3 separate regions of the Pan troglodytes genome follow, and regions 1 and 3 are each linked to region 2. A link is a contact called in public Hi-C data. All regions are on one chromosome and are shown on one strand. Each heading gives the region's core, a stretch centred on a gene start, on an enhancer-like site or on the middle of the called end of the contact. The rest is flanking DNA. Distances are from core to core; before and after follow the strand shown.

Region 1 (2,700 bases), core at 65-2,564, 450 kb after region 2:
CAGCCTCACTGTCCTCCAGCAGTGCCCCTTCCAGCCTCTGAGGTTAGCAAAAGGCAGTGGCTGGTGGCACTGACTGAGTGACCACTCAGTCAACCCTAGTCCCTGTCAGGATAGCCATTTTTTTCATTCATTTGTTCATTCATTCCTACATGCATTCAACAAATCCTGACTGAGTATCTGTAACTACAGGCACTGTCCCAGGCCCTGTCCTTGAGAAAACGCAGATCGAGAATTGGACAATGCGGGCTACCAAGCCCTCTCATTCCCTTCTTCCTCATCCTGTCACTGCTTCTGGCCTTGAGGCCCAGAGCTGACCCGAATCATCACCCAGGACCCATTCCAGCCCCTGGCCCTGGCACTGCTGATTCTGATTTAAGTCCATTTCTTAATTTTATTTCATGAGACTAAAATGTCGTCAGAAATCAGGTTGTAAAGGACACTGAGTAATATTCTTCTGAGTTTGGGCTTTATTCTGAGTATTTTAGGCAGGAGAGTGACATTAGATTTCCATTTGCAAGACACCTGCAGCAATGAGGAGGAAGGATGGGAGGCGGGGTGAGAGGGATGGCACGATGGGAGGCAGGGAACCAGTTTGGAGGCCTTTGGACTCGTCCAGATGAGAGGTGACAAGGACTCCTTGCCATGTCCCCCCACCCCCAACCCCATCACATCAAACCTACTCTCAGAAAAGAACTGATGAGTCCTCTGATTTGTGGAAGGGCTCACCCCAGTGGAGGCACCTGTGTACATATTTGAAGTTAAACCAACACTGGGCATCCTTTATTTCTCAGACACCTTCATGTACAATGAATCCCCTCCAAGCTGCATTGCCAGGAAAAAGTACTTTCCATCTCTCTCTTTTAGAGATGAGAAACTGAGACTTAGCTCTAAGCAGACCTAAATTTGAATCCTGGCTCCACCACCTGTCCAGGTGTAGAAAGTTCCACTGTGGACTGACTGTGGGACTTGCATGGTTGCCATGAGCAAAACCTGATCTGGAAGAGTTGTATCTAATGGGCCCTAATGGTGGCATTTCAGAAGCACCGAGGAGACCCTGGGGGCTTCTGCAGCTGGGTCTGGGGAGCAGGGTTGAATGGGTGCCCTGGGTGGGCCTGCGCTGCCTGCTCTGTCTTCTGCCTTCTCTGCCTATGTTGCCCAGGGCCTGAGCAGGAGAGTTCTGTTAGGTGAAGGGTCTGGGCCTGAGGTTTTCTTTTGCAGGAAGCTTCTCCCCTTGCGGGGTTCTAGGAGAGGCCTGCCCACTACCCCACCTTCCCTCAGCTTCCCTGGTCTTTGTTCCGATTTTAGGCCAAGGTGGGAAGATAAGGAGGACGACTGCGCCATCTGCTGGGCATCTTGGGGAAGCTCCAGCTGCGCCCAGGTGAGGTTTGGCTTTTGCCCATGATAACCTTGGGTCACCAAACAGGGTATGGCCCCTTGACCAATGATCTCTTTTATAGAAGTAGCCCCAGGGATACACTTCCAGTTCAGCTGGTGCCAGGAAGCTCTCGGTACCCACAGAAGCTGCCCATTATCTGTGCGCTCAGGTGTGGGGAACAGAAAGGTGAACAGTGTGTGGGGGAAGGCACAGACACAGACCATTAAAATGCAGTGTGCTGAGGAATGATGGAGAAAACGCAGGTGGGGAAGACAGGCCAGTTAATTTGACTTCCTGGGCCCCTGTTAGGTGCTGCTCCTGAATCCAGAAGGATGACTAGGAATTAGGCCAGGATTAAGGGAAGCCATTCCAGAGAGAGGGCATGGCGGGGCAAAGCCCTGGTGACCATGCTGCCACCTCTGCTCAGGCCCAGGGCTAGTGCCTCTTTCCTGCCCTCCTCCAGCAGTTGGAGACTTTGCTGACCCCTTGGAAGTGCTGGTCCCTGAACTCTACAGTGGCAGGAGCTCAGAAGATCCACGTCTGCCCCTCCACTTACCACCTCAGCAGCAGCTCCTTCCTACCCTCATCCAGAGTTCCCAATCCCTACCTCTTCCTACCCAAGCCAAATAGTGTGGCTGGGAGACTGCTATGAACAAATCTCCCACGCTCACAGACTCAAAACCAATAAAGGCCAGAAATCAATGCTGGAGAATGAAAGCAAGCTGGAGAATGATGAAATCACCTAGTTGGTGAATTAGGGCCCAGCTGAGGTCGATTTAGGACGAGCAATTCAAGTGAGCGTGAATTCTGTCAGTCTGCCATTCTATTGCATTCAATCTAATTCAGGCATGGTTTACTACACAGGTCAAATCCTGTGAGTTTGTGGAAGAAGTGGGATGCAAAGGGACATTTATGGGGCAATGTACTGTGCGCCAGTCACAGTGGAAGATATCATGGATACCGAGTGAATGAGACATGGTCTCTGTCCTCAAGAAGCACCCACATCACCACCTGCTCCTCCCCACCACTGCATAGCTCCTTTCTGTTCTTTTCTCTTCCTGCAGAAAACCTGCTTCCAGGAAAGCAACTGATAAATTAAGCCACACTGAGCTGTAGTCAACTGAGTGGGTGTTTATGACCGTACCTGTGAATTGTCTCTCACTATCTGCTCTATTTCAGTAAAATACAGAAACCCACTAGCTCATTCTCCTGCCCTCCCCCACCCCAATGTGTTAGCTACACACAAGACCACCCAGCAGAGACTGTATTTCCCAACCTATCTTGCAGCTAAGTATAGATCATGTGATTGAGGCCAGTGGGATATG
Region 2 (2,700 bases), core at 189-2,688:
TGCATAAGAATGATCATGTAGCATTGCTTTTAAGGGCAAAAAATGTGGTAATGACGTCAGTATTCATTAACAGGGGACGGGCTAAGTGTCTGAGGATCTGTCCTTGTAGAAGAACACTCTCCAGAAAATCAAGGGTAGGTTTGTCTCTGCTGACTCAGCCCAGCAAACAGTGCTTCCGAAAATCACTGAGGCCTCCAAGTTCAGATTGGGAATCACAACTTTCCTTCCTGCAATCACAGAACATTCTCTGGGAAGCTAATCAGGATGACTTTTCTTTAACTGGGAAGAGTGGATTTGTGTCACTCCAGCCAAACTCTGAAGAGGCACAAGCCCTAATGAGGAAGAGATCAAGGAACATTGTTGAACGATACCCTGGTTCTCAGTATAATCCCATCTCACGACTGTGACCTTCAAGTCATAGGGCCAGTAGAGTAGGTCAAATGAGTTAAAACCCTAACTTTTGGACTTTGATAACCTTCCTTAGAGCTCTCTACTGTGAGAAGAAAAGGTCATCTGCTAGGCCATGTTCAAGCAAAGAAAAGTGGGATTTTTCCCATCTCTCATGATTCCCCAATCCCAATCCTTTAGGGTTTACCTATTCATGTTAACCAAAAACACTGAGTTGGAAGTGGAGCCAAGCCCCTTACCACTTTACCACTCCCTAACCTCATTCCTGTTATGTCTGATTTCTACCAAACAGGAGCATTAACCGAGATCCCTTTCCCCAAAACAAAAGCTTTGCCCATTTGAGGCTCTTGTTTTGTTTGGGCCCTTCTTGCTATCCTTCTCTTGTTCTGCGCTTCGTTTTCTCTGGGCCCCATTCATTCCAGTTTCACGAGAGAAGAGGAGAAAGTACAGACCACAAGAAGGAAAAGTATTGTAATTCTGGTTGCTTTTTTACCCACAGATGACGACTCCTATTGTAGCAGCCGCATCACGTGTATCATTGAGCGCTCCATCGTGCCCTTGACCCTTCCTAGTCCCGGCTCCTTGTCTTGGAGCAACAAAATGAAAAAGCTGAAGGCCAGGCGTGGTGGCTCACGCCTCTAATTCCAACACTTTGGGAGGCTGAGGTGGGTGAATCACTTGAGGCCAGGGGTTGGAGACCAGCCTGGCCAACATGGTGAAACCCCGTCTGTACTAAAAATACAAAAATTAGCTGGGCATGGTGGTTTATGCCTGTAATCCCAGCTACTCGGTAGGTGGAGGCATGAGAATCGCGTGAACCCGGGAGGCGGAGGTTGCAGTGAGCTGAGATCGTGCCACTGCCCCCTCCAGCCTTGGGGACAGAGTGAGACTCTGCCTCAAAAAAAAAAAAAAAAAAAAAAAGCTGAGGCGAACGCCTCTGCGCCCCCTAGAGGTTGGAGAGTGCAACCAACAATGAGTGTGAACACATGGAAAAGCTCAGTGCCAGCCTCCAAGCTGTTAGCAATGAAGAGGGAGCTTGTGGGGCAGGCTGATCCAAGTCCCAACCGCCCTGAAGGGAGATTATAATCCCCAGTTCCTCCTCAAGAACTTCTCCATTGTAAGGCAAATCCCACTTTTCTTCTTGCTCCCATATTGGCACCTAGATATCAAGGGAGGCAAAACCAAATCCTTGGCGTCTCAGCTCTGCTTTTGTAAACCAATTTCCCCACTAATAAGAATTGGAGATTGTGTTTCCCCGTGCAGTGCCAGACCAGGCCAGCAGGGGTCTAACATTAGTTGCTTTTAACCTACAATGACTGGCTCTCCACCGTAGTGGCTGAGTGAGTGAACTTGAAGTGAAGAGCTAATAGCCATGACTGGAGAAAACACGTATAAATAGTGCATCCATTTTTGTAGTAAGACTAAAAACAGTCCAACCCACAGGATATCGATTTTCCTTATCCACAATGAAGTGCTTGGTTTAATACACTTTTCCTGTTTAATCTGAAAATGCATTCATAAATAGAGCTATCTTAATCCAGGATCTTGGACCATCCAGATTTCTGTCTGAAACAGTTCACTAATTGCTGTTTGGTCTCTAAAGAGGATGCCATGAGGACTAAAGATTATATAATAAAAAAGACAATGTCTCAAAAAGCAAATGTCTCCAACTTATAGATGTCATAGTTTTAAAAACAAAAAAACACATGAGTTTAGTATTTCTGGATCATTCTTAAGGTTGGTATTTGAAACTGTAAGCTCAAATCTTTACATTGTCCTTGAATATATTTTCACTGTGGCTATTAATTACAACAATGATTAAATACCTAAAAAACTATTGTACTTTCCAGTTTTCAGTCTTTTTACATACATTATCTCATGTGGTCCTTTAATACAAGAAAAAAATTAGTCTCATTTTATGGCCAATGAAATTGAGGCTCAGAGAGGTAAAGAATGTTGCCTGAGATCACACCACTAGTAGTAGCAGAGCTGGTAATTTTCCATGCCAAATGCAGCAATTAAAGTCCATGGGCATTACAGGACATTTACATATGCAAACATTTATGTAATGCAACCTTATTATGAATGGCATTTTTCAGCAACTAACCTGATTTTACTTATTAATATCTATTTATATCTTGTTGCTATGATAGAATAATCATACTATAATTTCTTTAAATTAACGGAATGCATGCTTTTGATGAAGTGCACATTCCTTCACATAGCCCTCCCTGTTCTATGTTTGGCTCTTTGATGAGATAGCAGGAAGTGGCAAGAATCCAATCTACCCAG
Region 3 (2,700 bases), core at 141-2,640, 310 kb after region 2:
GACTCGCAGGGCTGGGGCAAGCTGCCGCCAGTTTTATCCACAAAGCAGCAACCACTTCTGCTAAGATAGTGATGACTCCGAGCCCCTCCAGCTCCCCTGTTCTCCTCAACCCCGGGCTGAGCGCCTGCTTTGTGCAAGTCATTCAGGCTTCATCAAGGCACTATGTTAATGTTAGGTCCTTCTTACAGATCAGCCCACGTAGTCCTCACAGCAGCTGGTTGAAGAGCTATTATCATCATCCCCACTTGGCAGTGGTAGGTAGAGGCTGAGGCTGAGAGAGTTGCCCAGGTTCACTCTTCTGGAAGGAGCCAGCTCTGGAATCTGGAATTCAGCCCCAGGCCTCTCTCAGTCCAAGTCCAGTGCGCACGATCTCTTTCATGGACTGCCTCCCATTCTCAGGATCGTAATGTCTTTATCTAACCCTGCTGGTGGCCAGAAGCCTCTACCTGGTACCCGTCACAACCCAGGTGAGACCAGGCATCTCAGGATGCCTCACCTGACTTCCAGCTGGAATCCAAGCTGAGCTGTGCAGTTGGCTCAAAGGGTGGCCAACCAGAGGAGCAGATTTATCCACATTGGCATCAGAAAAACCACTCTAGGCGGGGCACAGTGGCTCATGCCTGTAAGGCTCATGCCTTGAGAGGCTTTCCCTGTTCTCCCAGCTGTCACCCCACCACCAGTAATCTGTGCTTAAACGAGCTGTCTTGCCTTTCCACACAAATGAATTGGAGATGGTGAGGCTCGAGGCAGCAGCAGACGCATCTCAAAGCTGGTTTGGGGCATAAGAGCTTTCTCTCTATGTGAATAACCTGCTTCGGAGCCTTCTCAAGGATAGGGAGGTTGGTATTTATATAAAGTGAGGTTTTCGAAATGAACAGAGGTATGAGCTGCCTGGCAGTGTCCTGGAACGAGCCAGTTTGTAAAATAACTACTTTTTTGTTGCTTTGGGGCTAGAATACATTATACCAGAGTAAGAGATGGTAACTGACTACATTATTGTATTTATTTCTTAGGAATGAAAACACTATACTATTCCTATTATTGGGGATGCTTTGCCTTTTAAAAAAAATTATGGTGAAATATACATAACAGAAAACCTACTGTCTTAGCCATTTTTAAGTGTATGGCTCAGTAGCATTAAGTACTGAATTATTGTGATGATTTGCCTTTTGAAATCCAGAAAAGAATACCTGGGTGTATTTTGTCCAAGCATGTAATATTGCTTCCTTGACTCCTATTTATAGTTTCTAACATTTGCATGGTTTATTCCAGTTTGTATAGTCTATATCACACATCTTGCCTCATTGAACCCACCTGGGGCCTGGGGTGGGCTGGGCAAAGGACCAGAGGAGCTTAGGTGTTGGGTGGTCTTTGTTTCGAGCATGTTCTAGTGCCATCTAGCGTCTGTGGGACCTTGTGCTGGCCAGGCTAAGGCTGTTGGATTTCCCCTGCTTGGGGCGATGGCTCTGTAAAACCCAAATAGCTTTAAAAGAGCACCAAGGAGATGTTTGTCTTTTTAAATCAGCTGGGATTTTTTTTTTTTTTCCAGCTCTGATCCCTTGGAAACTTACAACTAAAATTCATTTCATTAGCAGTCAGAACAGTGTGTCCCTTTGAAGTTCAGACAGGGTGAGATTAATATGAACCCGATATTAAGCTATTAAGCATCAGTTTGCCAAACCTATTTATAAAGGAGAGTGGAAGACGGAAAATAAAGGAGGCTGCATTAAGAGGCTCCTTTGCCAAGTCCACTGTCTCTTGTTGGAAAATGTGTCTCAATAACCCGTTTTTGTGTGAGAGAAGAGAAAAAGAAAACGTGTGACTGTGTGTGTGTGTACACATGCTTCAATGATGTGTGATTATCTAATAAGAGCAGTAATGCAGCGTGGCTAAACTTACACAGTGTTGACTGTGTGCCCAACACTGTTCTTAGTGCTTTATATTTAAAATTTGTTAAATCACACAACAACCCAGAAGGAGTAGGTGTCATTATTTCCCCGTTTTATAGATGAGAAAACTGGGGCACACAAAGGTTGGGTGGTTTGTCAAAGGTCACAAAGCCGCAGTAAACATTTTGTGATAGAGAAATTGTTCAGGACTCAGAAGCACATGGATTTTTAATTCGGGTTTCAGGTGATGTTGTGTTTTTTCTTCCTATCCATACATCACTTTTGAGCACCTTACAGTCCCGATAGGAGAGGACCTTACATAGTGCTTGTCAAGTGAATGCAGCGGTTTAAGCCCATGTGGGGTTTTTGGCTTGTTTTAACGCACTCATAAGTAACGTACTCATGCGGGGCTGTGTATACAGAGGGAAGAGCACCACGTTAGTCAGCAGGTTTGAGTTTGGTCCTCAGCTCTGTGGCTTCCCAGCCACGTGACCCTGGGCAAGTGACTTCCTCTCCCCAGCCTCAGTTCCCCCCTTTTGGGGATAATAGAATGAGTTTTATAGTGTTTTGGGGTTTTTATTTTGAGAGGATAAATGAGATACTGATTAAAACAGCATCTTGTCTAGTGTTTGGCCCATGGTATGTGCTCATTAAATTTTACCTTTGTTTACCTTTTATCTGGAAACTTAAACTTACTTAGCTCTCCTTTTGCATTTTCTGGCATCTCCTGCAGTGATGATTCATCTTCCTTATGGCCTAAGAAGGCCAAGTCCATTTGTCCATTTTCTTTTTTCTTTTTTTTTTTTTTCAG

What was found. Hi-C and Micro-C count contacts between places; a contact is called where the count stands out from the background.
Region 1: a Hi-C map of induced pluripotent stem cells shows a contact between it and region 2, with 4 times the contacts expected there. The contact joins two enhancer-like sites. A contact is called at or near these places in 4 of 7 Hi-C or Micro-C datasets (blood, induced pluripotent stem cells and stem cell-derived neural progenitor cells) and 1 of 1 other capture datasets (stem cell-derived neural stem cells).
Region 3: a contact with region 2 is called in a Hi-C map of stem cell-derived neural progenitor cells, with 4 times the contacts expected there. The contact joins two enhancer-like sites. A contact is called at or near these places in 3 of 7 Hi-C or Micro-C datasets (induced pluripotent stem cells and stem cell-derived neural progenitor cells).

The regions. Positions count from the first base shown.
Region 1 is chr9:40,277,322-40,280,021 of NHGRI_mPanTro3-v2.0_pri, forward strand. No RefSeq gene overlaps it. Among named protein-coding and RNA genes, the nearest start is that of COMMD9, 23 kb to the right of the region's middle. Within about 2 kb of position 1,315, at least 4 of the 24 cell types and tissues checked have an H3K27ac peak or open chromatin away from gene starts, as enhancers often do. A contact at or near this core is called in induced pluripotent stem cells, stem cell-derived neural progenitor cells and stem cell-derived neural stem cells, where this site is marked.
Region 2 is chr9:39,831,498-39,834,197 of NHGRI_mPanTro3-v2.0_pri, forward strand. No RefSeq gene overlaps it. Among named protein-coding and RNA genes, the nearest start is that of LDLRAD3, 120 kb to the right of the region's middle. Within about 2 kb of position 1,439, at least 11 of the 24 cell types and tissues checked have an H3K27ac peak or open chromatin away from gene starts, as enhancers often do. A contact at or near this core is called in induced pluripotent stem cells, stem cell-derived neural progenitor cells and stem cell-derived neural stem cells, where this site is marked.
Region 3 is chr9:40,145,046-40,147,745 of NHGRI_mPanTro3-v2.0_pri, forward strand. The region is part of intron 4 of LDLRAD3 (low density lipoprotein receptor class A domain containing 3); the gene reads left to right. Among named protein-coding and RNA genes, the nearest start is that of COMMD9, 160 kb to the right of the region's middle. Within about 2 kb of position 1,391, at least 4 of the 24 cell types and tissues checked have an H3K27ac peak or open chromatin away from gene starts, as enhancers often do. A contact at or near this core is called in stem cell-derived neural progenitor cells, where this site is marked.